Regions from separate parts of the Lactuca sativa genome. Here region 1 is linked to region 2. Evidence: chromatin contacts called from public Hi-C data. All regions are on one chromosome and are shown on one strand. The core of a region is the stretch at or near the end of the contact, and the rest is flanking DNA. Distances in the headings are between cores, read along the strand shown. Region 1 holds the start of LOC111901403 (DUF724 domain-containing protein 2). Region 2 holds the start of LOC111901400.

Region 1 (7,351 bases), core at 4,197-6,696, 400 kb after region 2:
CTACATCTAGACTACATAAATAACACACACTTACACACTCACTTTTACATCTCTCAAGCACACCTCTACAAGTGGTATGAACCCACTATTTATAGAGGTGTTTACATGTCTCTCTCTCACTCTAACATGTAAATGGGTCTAAAGGCTAAAGCACCACATGCAAGTGGGTTTTACAAAAGTCAAACATTTACAAAGTCATGAATGAATAACTTTGCAACCCCAACATTCTCCCCCTCAAAGTTAGGAATGAATGACCCACTTCAAATCTTCCAAAATCAAGCACTACGCGGTTCGAGCCTCAAAGGTGACACATGTCGAAACGAACTTCAATCTTCAATTCTTCCATGACTCTTCAATTTGGGCTCTAGGATGTGAGACCATACAATCCGAGCAGCAACGAATGACCAAGAGTATTCCAAACTCCAAATAATCACCCAAAAGTTGCGCATAAAAACACACCCCAAAAATCTTCAATAATTCCAAACCCATTTTGAATACATCATTTCCGAACTTCCAATTGCATCATCTCGTGGCTTTAAAACTCCAAGATCACTTCGGTCTTCAAATCCGCGTAATATGAAAAATTCAAGTTCGAATTTCCATATAAAACTTCTCCCCCTTTTTATAATCGAAATTTGATTATAAAACTTCATGGAAAAAGAACGTGCTCTGTTCGGAATTTTTCATGTCAAAACTCCCCCTTAACATGTGGCATAAACAATGTGCTTCAATCCGAAAAATCCAAAAAATAATGAATTTTTAGCTTCGTTTACGAATTGCCTTTGACAAATTTTCTCAAAAATGGGTAGAAATTGTCAATTTCAAAATTCTGCAGTGACCCGTTGCGCCAAAAACAGCCAAATATGCAAAACTCTCCCCCTTTTCCAAAGCTGGGTAGAAAGCATCAATTTGCACAAACTGTAGGGACCAGATTTGAAAATTCTGCAATTTCAGCATTTTATGACCCCATTTGCGAAGTTGGATACAAACTGTCAAAAATGCGAAACTACAGGCATTCGTTTTGACAATTTTCTGCATGTGCTTCAAATTTGCGAAGTTGGTCAGCTTTTGTTGTTTCTTGAAAAGATCGGGGACCAAATGCGAAACTTTTGGCTTTCTTCCCCAATTGGCATTTTATTGTAACAACTTTCACATGCTTCGCATATTCACCCTTCGCATCCCTTCGCATTAAACACATGCGAATTTCTTCAAATCAAAACATAATGCGAATAACCATCCCAATTGCGAATCGAACAAACATGGCAGATGCGAACATGATTCTAAGACCAGATGCGAACTCAACTTTTGAGTCACCCATATGCGAATCCCAGTGACCACTAGAATCAATCCATAGATGCGAACCAAAATCAACATTACATGCTCTTCGCATTTCACCGTTCCAAAATCAAAATACTCTTCGTTTTTATCACTCAAACGATATCCAAAACCAGTTCTTCCCAGTTCGTTGTTTATCCCCAACCCATCGACTATTGATCTTACAGACCCATCAACTTGCGAACATCTCAAAATCGATTTCCAAAATCAACTTCGCTTTTTATTCAAGAACCCAATTCGATCAACTAACCTTAGAAATCTAACCCCTATATTCACAGTGAAACCATTCGCATATCAAAATAACACTCGATCGATACGAATACAATGAAGATGCGAACTCAAGATTTTTCATTTCTTCCTCAAATACGCAATCGATCCTCAAACCTCGACTCTGAATCTCATAAATCGATCAGGTCGATGATTTCAAGCATTACACATCGAATCCAATTCGTTTTTACAATTCTTCATTCCTTTCAGTTCATCGTTCAACCAACAGGTTTGACTTTTCAAAATCAAAGAACATAAACATGAAATTGATGATTCTATGATCTAATTTCAGATCAAAAGATGTTCAAACAACTGTTCTTCATCTGTTCTTCATACGTTTTCAATTGTTCTTGATTGTTCATCATTGAGCTCTTCACAGAAAATTATCAATCGAAATTTTCATGATATCGACGCAATTTCAAGACACAATTCACAAATCAAAACATCAAATAGATTCCAATCGATTATGAAACCAATAAACGATGTGCAATAACGTTCGATTTAAAAAAAAATTGACTCAATATCATAAACAAGAATGAGATTGAAAATTTAAGTCGAATGGAAATCGGAAGATATGACATGCACAGATTTGAGAATAAAAAAAAATGAAACGAATCAGTAACAGCGATTGACAATGATTTTGATGCCAATTAATTCCGGCAAACAAATTTTATTTGATTTTGATTTGAAATCAATATCAGATGTGAATGAATCGATGAAGGATTTCCAAGACTTGAGTCCGTCAATACATAATTGCAATAAATCTGGACTAAACTTTGAATGAACAGTGATTGGATCATTATATTTGTTATTGGGCTTTAAAACGAGATCATGAACAGTAAGTTGAATCGGATCTTATTTGAGATTTTGGGCTAAAACAAGTTTGATGAATAGAATTGAAATCAATTTTGGGCTCAAAATCATACAGTGTTTTTAGGCTTGATCAAAAAAAAAAAATATTGGATCATCAATGGGGTTTTTCAAGAAAAATTTGATCCAACGAGACAAACGATCACAAATCAAAAACGTTAAGCACGAATCAAATATTATGAGAGATCATAGAGAGAGACTCACCAAAATTATTCAAGTTGCGACAAAAATTGCCAAACCGAGAATCGTTCTTCAAAAGTCACGTTGATCGTGAAAACCAAGCTGTGATACCAATTGTACTGGTGTTGATTATGATGGCATGTGCGAAATTAGAAAGATCTAGTGATTCATCATTCAAATTCAAGAACACAAGGAGTAAATAAATCTTTGTAAGCTCTTATTAGATCTAGAAAGATTATACAAATGAGTTTGTATACAATTTCTCTCTCTAGTATAACACTCCAAATGGACTCTTACATAATGGGAGTCACTCACTTCCTGTTTATAGGAAAGACTCAACCCATTTACACATACAAAGAGGAAAGCCTAAAACACTACATCCAAGCATGACTTTGCACCCTAACATTCTCCCCCTCAAAGTTAGGATTGGATGTCCGGCTTTAATATCCAACGAGCTAGCGCGATCAAGACCAAACTCCCCCTCGAAGTAACACCGGTCTTCAAATCCACAAATGAATATTCGACAAACCCGAAAAGCTTCGAATACCCATCATTCTCCCCCTTTTTATAATCAAAAAATGATTATAAAACTCACTAAGGATGATAAGCGCCCAAGGAATAGTCTTCACAATACTCCCCTTGATGTGTACCAAAAATGAATCACCAAAAATCTTGCACGGAAAAACAATCACGAAAAAGCCACAAAAAAATTTCCAATTTATGAAAAATTTATGACTTTTCGGGTGAAAGTTGCAAGATTTTTCAAAAATCGGGTAGATTTTTCAAAAAAATTTCCAATTTATGAAAAATCTCTCAAATCGCTAAGGCACTTTAGGGTTTCTCTCTATGGACTGATGGGTGCAAATGACGGCCATAAGGCCCTTTAAATAGGTCCCAAACCCGAGAATTTAGGGTTTCATTAAACAGCGTGGACTCGCCGAGTCCAGACGAATCCCGCGTCCAGAATCGCGACCCTACTCGGCGAGTCTGAGCTCCAACTCGCCGAGTCCCCTCTCAAAACATCAAAAATCAAAACAATAAAGATACCTGGAAATCCGGGCTGTTACACTTAAATAATCATTTCTCAATTTTTCGTAAATTCATAAAATCAATATCGAAATCTGGAGAATTTAATCGAGTAGTAGTTTACATCTTAAAATTGTGTATTAGAAACATAAATGTTTTTGTATAAAACTAATCGTAAAAAAAAACAATTACTAAAATAAATTATTTGACAACCGTCGAAAGGAAAATACTCACAAATCAAAAATGATTTGCTAAAAGTGATTATTTTTCTACAGGCTATCGTTCAATGAAATACTATTCATCGTCTGACGAAAAAGAACTAATAACCGAAAGAAGTTAATTGTTGTTGCTACATTGCGCTGATACTATTCGTCGTTGCAAAACCAAACGATAATAGTATGAGTGTTCCTAGAAATTAGGGATGTCAAAAAGTCTCATGAGACATCGTTCCTGTGGGGGCCCGTCTGGTATGGGGATATTTGTTTGAAAACATCGGGGGTGGGGACGGGGGCAAGGTAAACATCCGTTTTAATTTTGTGGACGGACAATCCCGTCTCGAAACACCCATGGGTCCCGCTAACAAATTATATATTTACACATGGGTCCCGGAACCCCCATAGGGTTCTACTAACAAATTATATAATAAATAATATCATGATTTTGACCTGCTAAAATTCTACAAGAGACATGTTTTTAAGTTGTCTAGAATATGTAAAATTGTGCTATAAATACTATTACCTAAAAATTAGTTTCTTTTAACCCAAATAAAATGTCCCAAAAATAATGGGGGCAAGAGAACGAGGACGGGGGCAATAAGGGGAATTCGGGGGCGGGAAATGCAACCCCTACCGTTTACCCCGACATCCCTACTAGAGATATAAGAATATTAGGTATGGACAACTTGAGGTGATGTTATAACAAGAAACAACAAGAAGAGGGGGTGGTGTTCATTAGGGATGTCAAAAAGTCCCGTGGGACCCCGTTCCCGTGAGGGCCCCGTCCCGTTTGGGGGATTTTTTTTTTTTAAAAAACCGAGGGCGGGGGCGGGATCAAGGTTAACCCCTGTTTTATTTTTGGGGGCGGAGGCGGGGGTAGGCAATCCCGTCTCGAAACCCCCATGGGGCCCCCGTTTATAAATTACACATATATTTACATATGTTAATTATATAAATATAATAAACAATAACATGATTTTGAGCTTCCAAAATTCATCAAAAACATGTTTTTAAGTTGTTAGTATAATTTTTTTAAATGCTATAATTTTTTTATTTTTAACATGTAAAATACTACTATAAATAATTATTTGTTACCTAAAAAATAGCTTCTTTTAACCTAAATAACAATTTATTTTAGCTCAAAAAAAGGTAGCCCAAAATCAATCGGGGGCAGGGGTAGAAAGTCTGAATATTCCGGGGGCGGGGGCGGGGGCGGGCAAAACACTCTCCGTCCCATTTGCCCCCGTTGACATCCCTAGTGTTCATAGTGTTATAACACCCTTTTAAGAGGAGAGAGATAATTTGATAGCCAACAAATGATCATGTTTCTTCTTGTCATTGAGACAACAAAAAGCAACACAAACAAGATGCAACAAAAAAAAAGGATGATGCTTTTGATGTTACCACGCTGTTATAAACTGACACGTCAGCCTTACCGGCGTTACGATGACTCATACAACATACTCTAATATGTTTCTGGATAAAACTAGATAAAACTAATTGTGGAAAGACAATCTTACACTTAATAATGATCTTTTTTTTCTTTATTTTTTTTCTTTAGGGTTTTGTTACTTTCACTGCCGTCACTTTGAAATCAAATCGCTGCTCAATCTCCCACTTGAAATTGAAAATCGCTGCTCCTGCCTCCGGTAATCGACGGATGAGAGTCAAGCGGCTAGCCGAAGTCGGAAATCGTCTACCCTCTGAGCTCTGAACTTGGATTCGTGAAGGGGGAAAGGGAAGCTTCAAGCTCGTAATTGCCAGTCATCATCCCTGACGTTGTAATCGAACATTGCATGACGCCACCTGCCGCCGTCGACGAGCTGCTTTCTTCTCCGCCTCTGTGCTCCGGTAATCTTTTTCTTATTTTCTGATAAGTTGGTAATCTCTTTTCTGTAGTTCATAATCAATGTTTCAAACCATGAAAATGATTAATTACCATTTCTAATTCGCGATGGTACATTTTCCAATGTTTTTTTCTAAGTTTTTTCGTCTTCCAAAAACCTTTCTACAAACTTGATCATCAATCATCCAATATTCAAATGCTTTAGAAATTTGTTCATGATAGATTTCATTCCCTTAAAAAAAATCCCACCATGAATCCATACATCTCTTTACCCTTTTAACTAGCCATGGGCCCCAATAAGAAGCTTCAAACATATAGTATGGTTTCCATCGAAGGTTCTCATGGTATTGATGATTTCATAGATGTGATTTGATCTCATCTCAATGAGACTAAGTTAAATTCACCATCTCAATCCTTAAATCCCAAATTCTCAATCATACGAGTTTCTACCATTCATGGAGCCTGAAACTTTCATTTCTCCCCAAACTCCACCAAAATCAATTTACCGATTGCCTATTAAAAAATTAATATTATTTTCACCTTCACCTATTTAGCAATTATAACTACTAAATAAGCTAAAAACCAATGTTAACTCAAATAAGTTCTAAAACATGAATATTACATAACTGATTAACAATGAGAATTCAAATTATATCCGAGAAGGAAAGAAATTATAAATACATAGGTGTACAACAAAGAAAGAAACAAAACAAAGTGTAAAAAAATCTGGAAAAAGAAAAACCTTTAAAGCTGATATAGAATACTTTTCTCCTGTTTGTTTTAATTACAGTTTATGTAAAAACAAAAATTCAAGGTTACTTAAAATAGAACTTCTAACACTTCAAACCAATTTCCATCAACTAATACTTTAAACAGGAAACATAATAGAAAACTGGAACAAAAGTTGTAACACTGGATTTATGGTATAGTCAATTAAAGGAATTCTAGAATAGGAGTACAAGAATGTGGAATATAGAATCAGTTGAATCTATTGGAAGCATGGTTCTAAAAAGCATGCCATGGCGCGCCTCAAGATGTGCCATGGCGCGAGGTGTGGTGTAGCCGTTGCGAAAACGTCAAATGCGGGATTTTTAAGCGTGACGCCCAAATAACGAGTCAATGCGTGCCTTTTTGTGTTATGGTGCGAGTTTTTTTTTTTGTTTTTTCTGATCGGGCCTAAAATAATTAAGTTGTTAACTTTTTTATATTAAATAATAAATATTAATATAACACTTCTAAAAACTTGATATATTTGATAAAATTAAATCATTATATGATTTATGTTTTTTAATGTATATAAAATAGTCACACCATGAAAAACGTCATGGCTCGCTAAGTCTCGCCATGGCTTAACTTTTACCTTCCTGTCAAGCCCACACCTCACGTTATTTAGAACCTTGATTGTAAGCATTAATCAAAGCATCAAAATTCACAAACGAAATCGAAAAGGTTGTGAAGCGCAACTTTTTTTTTTTCTTGTTCTTCTGATCGATGGTTTTCCCACCAATATCGAAATCAGCGATCCAAACTCCAAATTGGGGATCCTAATCACAAATTGGACCAATTCCGATCGGAAAAAACACATTCCGGCAATTGATTTTGCCATTTTATA
Region 2 (6,330 bases), core at 2,841-5,340:
GTTCAGGTGGTCTTTAATCGCAAAACAACTACCAGGAAGAACAGACAACGATGTAAAGAATCATTGGAACACAAAACTAAAGAAAAAACTTTCCAAAATGGGAATCGATCCCATCACCCACAAACCCTTTGGTCAACTCCTTTCCGATTATGGAAATATCAACGAAATCATCCCAACCACCACCCCCCGCCCCACCACCACCACCGATCACCTCCACCCTGAACCGCTAGATTTCTCACACGCAGACAGTTCATTAACCATAATCGACCCATTCCAAGACCAACACCACCAACTAAACCTCCTCACCCCTCCCCATTTTCACATCAATGAAGCCGCCTCATCTTCCACGTCATCACCCGCCTCAAAACCTCCACAAGTGAATTTACCATCTTCTCCCTCCATTTGGTCCGACTACCTCATCGGTGACCAAGAACAAGAGTACACAAACGAATCTGATCTTGGGATTATTTCAGGTGAAAACACATATAGTTACAATGGATCGGGATCAGGATCAGGATTAGGGTTAGGGGTAGATCCGTCAAAGAACATATTAGACATCCCGACTAATTCTATTTCTTTTGTGGAGTCTATTTTGAACCGGGACCGCGAAATGCAATTGGACTTTCCGCCATTATTCGATGGGTATTCCGAGTACTGAAGGGTATAATCGTAATTTCAATTTATATATATGTAGTTTTCTTTTTTTCTTTTTTTAAATTCCGTTGTTTATGTTGAATGTTGAATGTTTAACGAATCGATATGCATTGTTTCCGATTACATTATTTTATTTAAATTTCAGAGTCTAGTTTCCTGTACACTCCGGAAAATATTCTCATTGAAATTCTTTTTTCTTTTTAAAAGAAAAAAAAAAAGAAAATAGTTTATTATTGCTTGGCTTTAAAACCCGAGTAGATTGTAATTGTTGTAATCGATTTCTTTCAATTGAAGGCAGCATAAAATACACTCCGGTAATTCTTCAGCCTTAGTTCCCTGTTACAAAAATTAATAAAAATATCGTTTTAGAATTTAAAAATCACCCAAAACAATTATTTTAAAAAAAAAATTAAAAAAAATACCTGAATTGTGAGACCGAAATCTAGGATACAATGTTTTAGTCTCTGTTGAAATGCTTCAAACCCTTTTCTTGAAATGTAACTGAATCTATGCATATTTAGGTCGATTTCAAAGTAGTTTTCTCCCTGTGTATAATACCGATATCAATTACTATTCAATTCGCATACTACAAAGTAAGGGTATAAACGTAATTTTACCAAGAAAAATTCATGTTGAGGGCGAGAGAGAACGGGTTTTTCATTATACGCGTTCATGAGTTTTCTTTCAGCTGAACTTAAATGAAGATCTTCTAAATTTGTTACGCGACCCAAAATCTTTAATCTTTCTCTACATGGTGAAATCGTGTCTACAGGGAATCCTTTCACTCTTTCCACCTCATCATCGATTATTTTCTGTATTTGAAAAGGTATTTAAATCAATATATAGTGGAGTGAAAAAAAGGTTTGTGAAAAATGACGATTTTACCCTTATGTTTTCCTGAAAATGGATTGGGAGTTGTTCGTAGTTTTCAGAGATTTTGAAGTAGAAAACAAAACTCATTCCTTCTCCATCGTATTCATGTTGAAATATTGCAGGGGGGTATAATGGTATCTGCACAAAATTCAAGGAAATTATTATCTTCGAATAAGTTACGATTTTGGTCCCTGAGTTTCACACATTTTTACAGATTTTGTCTCGAAAGGAAACGGTTTTTGGATGTGCATTTTGAAATGAATTATTGCGAGTACAATAATCGAAAAGGGACAGGTAGGTAATTTTGCATTTATATCATAATCAATTTTCTTTCAACAACTTGTTATCTGCTTCTCGAAAATCCAAATCCAATCATTTTGATATCAAAATAATCAGACAATCATACTTATAATAGTCAATTTTAAAGATATTTAAACATCAAAGTTTAAAGAATCAAGAAATCGACATACTTGAAGATTTACAACAAGTAGATGAGGGATTTTTCCAGATGATTCAACTTTTGGAAGTTCAAGAAATCTTGCAATATGATCAATTTTACGAGGAGATAAGAAAACATCAACACCAATTGGGTAAAAAGCAGCTTGATTTGAAGCATTTTCTTTCTTTTTATCTCTGTAAAAAGAAAAAAAAAGAACAATGTGTAAAAACTAAAAAGTAAAAACTCTTATGTTTATAATTATTTATACCTTATATAATTATGTCCTCTGACTTTAAAAGTATTTGGATCAAGCGTTGACCAACAATCAGACATTTTCTTCTCTATTGGACAATATGGAACTTGAGACCCTGCAATTGGTCTTTGCAATATAGCTTTTGGTGACACTGAAACATATAAAAACATGTAACAAATATTTAAAACAATAACTAAATGCTTTATATTTGTATAATAATCATAATATTGTTATAAGTAAGTCTTACAAATTGAAAGATTTGATTGGCCTTCACGCCATTTAAAAGAAAGTCTTGAAGTTACTTTCTTTTTAGCACTTTGAGGACTTGAACATGATGATTTGCTCTTTACATCTGTTGAGGTTGTGCAATTAAGACATGGAAGACAATTATTTTGTAATCCAAAAATGTGAGATCCGTTTTCGTATCCAGCTGATGTGGCGACAGGTGGCAGGTCATTCGGTTTTGTTAGTGATTCAGAGGTTGAAAAGGAAGCACCATTGACATGATCAGAAAATCTTGGAGTTACTGATGCACTAATGGAACTGCTTTGAGATACAGTATCTGGGAATTTTTTTTTTTCAAGAAAATCATAATTAGTGAATTTTCAGATGGTTTTTAAGAAAACCCATGAATCAAAATCAAAACTTTAGTAATTTTAGTAAAAATCTTTGACAAAAACTTCTTACCATCTTGAATGCTGTAAAAATCTTCATCGCCATCAGATTCAATCCCTGTTGCAGTATCAAACCATTCTGTACTTCCTGATGAAAATCAAATAATTTAAGATGATTGTTTTTTTTTTGATCTATTTAAAGTACAGAAGAAAGAAATTTAAAGATGGGAATCAAGAGTGGACCCTAATTCTGAGAGTTGAAAGGAACCCTTTTTAATTAATATGGTAGCTACCAATTGACATAGCCTTTAGAGGGGTTGTAGGGGTATTGGGATAAAATCATAAAAGTCATAATTTCAACTTGAAGAATGAAGAATCATAATAATGTAATCAGATACCCAATTAAAGCTATGAATGATTCTCAGATTCTTGAATCATCTCTTTGCAGCTGCTTTAAAAAAAAAGTAATAAACAGTTTTTACCAAGCAATGGTCAACTAATGTAGGTGTAAATCAGAAACCCTAATCTGAAACTGGATGTGGATTGAAAATCTGAAAGTGACAAAAGGAGATTTTGAATTTACCTTGAAATGTAGGGTTGCGATAAGAACGATCAATGGAATTACAGGCATCAGCAGAAGGATCAACTTTGCTCCGAGATGAATAGCGATTAGTAACACCGTTTGTTTTCTTCCTCCCTAATCTTCTTCTTCTTCTTTCACGGACTTTCGGTATTGCGTCTCCATCTGAACGATCTTCATGTTTCTTCTTCTTCCGAGAACCGAATCCAACTCGCACGCAACCGGTTTCCTTCGATCCGCATACTCCCATTTCTCCTTCTCTGTTTCTCACACAGACGTTACCTAAACACCCAGGGGAGCAGCAGGAGCGGTATATGATCAATCTGATCTGGGTATTCAAAATTGGTGATGATAAAAGCTGGAAATGGATTGAATACGGATGGATTCGAACAAATGTGCCTACGCGTTTCACCAATCTATAGATATAACAAGACGTATGTATATACCGTTACGCGAAATGAATCGAAAACCTAAATTAGTTTGGGGATACGAGAACTGGATGCTCAAAAAGCTTGATAATTGCTTCGACCTACAGTGTCAACAAGATGATCAGCAAAGCAAAGCAGCTATCTGATGCTTCGAGAGATAGGGTAGGGTTTTTATTAATCTGGTAGCTCTGCTCCACCATTATTGTCTGGATTTCTTGATTTTTTTTTTTTTTTTGGAGGAGAAGATGGATTACCCGAAACCTTTTCAATGTAAACGACTTTTATTTTTTAAAATTATAGAAGAAGATGAAAACTTAAAAAAATATGTACTATATATTTATTCAATATCAACAATTACCAACTAAACTGCCGTTCAAAAAAAAAATCTAAAACAATTTCATGTAACAAAATAAAATAAAACAATTTTGTGTTTGTAATGAATAAATATATAGATTTCGGAATTTTTTTATGAAGGTTTTTCTATATAAAATAATAAAATAATTACAACTGAAATCTTATACTAATAAATGAAAAAAAAATGTTGTATGTATCTATGTTATTTTTAATTAAATTTTACCACAAGATGTTTTATAGGTGTTTTGTTTTTTTATTATTTCTTTTATTTATTATTTATGTAATAAATGTTTTACAATTTCAAGAATCCAATTGACTCGTTTTCTTTACAAATTCAGTAATTACTCATTTTCTTAGTAAGTTCAAAATTTCCAAATTCAAATAAATTTTTAAAATTTGTGATTGATGATTTTTTTAAAATATGTCAATGGTTTTTTTATTTGTATAAATTGAAAGACATACTTATTTAAACATGATTAATATTTACATATTAATATTTGATATTTTTTAATCAATCCATGTAATATATGAGTCTCACAATTAGTTAATTATGAAATATGTCATATTTTGTCCATTTTATGGTTTAGTTAATATATTTAAGTTATTTCATTAAAAATCATCTAAGTTTGATATTTTTTCTATATTATCAATTTTGGTATGTTGCAACTTATTAAGACGTTACCATAGAAAATTGCCAACTTTAATGCTTTTATGAAAATTTTGATTAACTTTGATACACTAAAGTTAGTTTCTATTTTAACTAGTATAGCACAACAAAATGGTGGATATAAAAATTATCAAATTTGGATGGTTTTTCTTAACTAAACTTAAATATAATAATTAAACCACAAAATATAATGAGTTATATATATATATATATATATATATATATATATATATATATATATATATATATATATATATATATATATAGGGTTAGTTATTTTGTTTTCATTATCTATTGTGTGCATGTATGACTGATTCTGGACCAATCATTTTAGTTATTTTAAGAAAGTAATTAATGCATATTACATGTTGAAGATATAATGAATATTAATTACATCTTTAGCATTTAATATACATTAATTACTTTCTTAAAATAACTAAAATGATTGGTCCAGAATCAGTCATACATGTACATAATAGATAGTGAAAACATTTGAACCTAACTATATATATATATATATATATATATATATATATATATATATATATATATTTGAATTGTTAATGAATTAAATAAATATTTTCGGGTTGGCAGTGAATTAAATATGTAAATGCGGGATATCTTTTGTTGAAAGTTTTTCTATTTATTACAAATAATTAATATCGTTGAGGAAAACGAAACGTGAGAATAGACTATATTATTATTAGCATTGTTACTAATTATAAATGAGATACATTTGCGTCGGTTTGAGTTTAATCTAACAAATAAATAACAATAAATATATAATATTTTTTTTTTGGAAACGGCTATCGATTTTATAAAAGAGTCACACCTAGCAAGAAACTAGATGAGCCCAGCAAGAAAAATACAACAGAAAGATTACATGAGAGAAAAGAAGGAAATATAGAAATACACCACTTAAAAATGAGCAAATGGAGACACGATCCAATCACACCACCGAATATGCCTCATTGATCCCCTATATTTTAACCAATAGAGAACCAATTCTTGTATGTCATCCATAACCTGAGTCGGCCTCCTTTTCACCTGGTTGAAGATCCTCTCATTTCGGGCTTTCCAAATACTCCAGATCATGCCATAACATATCAGCGTAAGTATTCTCCGCTTCTTCGTGCACTGGCTCCAATTGGCTACAAAGTGTAAGAGTGTGTCTAAGTTATCGATACCTCCTGGATTGATACCACACCAATTCATTATCCAATTTCGCACACTAACTGCAAACTCGCACTGAATGAGAATATGGTCTACAGATTCAACACCATTTAGACAATACCCACAAATTATTGAGGGTATTTGAACACCTCTACCTTCCAATGCCTGTGCTGATGGGATTCTGCCCCATTTGGCCCACCAAATGAAACACAACACTTTGAGTGGGACTTCTTTCAACCATTCAATTCTAGGTCCTGGTAAGGTGGGGGTAAATTCGTCCATTTTTTTCCGGAGA

What was found. Hi-C and Micro-C count contacts between places; a contact is called where the count stands out from the background.
Region 1: a contact with region 2 is called in a Hi-C map of leaf, with 5 times the contacts expected there. The contact joins the promoter of LOC111901403 here to the promoter of LOC111901400 in region 2. A contact is called at or near these places in 3 of 4 Hi-C or Micro-C datasets (leaf and seed).

What each region holds. Positions count from the first base shown.
Region 1 is chr3:176,854,447-176,861,797 of Lsat_Salinas_v11, forward strand. LOC111901403 (DUF724 domain-containing protein 2) reads left to right here and starts at 5,447. Exons shown (of 6, transcript XM_023897248.3): 1 at 5,447-5,744. The coding sequence starts at 5,690.
Region 2 is chr3:176,460,265-176,466,594 of Lsat_Salinas_v11, forward strand. LOC111901400 reads right to left here and starts at 4,091. Exons shown (of 9, transcript XM_023897245.3): 1 at 3,417-4,091; 2 at 2,907-2,981; 3 at 2,467-2,781; 4 at 2,235-2,370; 5 at 1,998-2,160; 6 at 1,540-1,665; 7 at 1,272-1,466; 8 at 1,077-1,199; 9 at 761-990. The coding sequence starts at 3,663. The coding sequence ends at 898. LOC111901402 (transcription factor MYB35) reads left to right here. Exons shown (of 3, transcript XM_023897247.3): 3 at 7-919. The coding sequence ends at 658.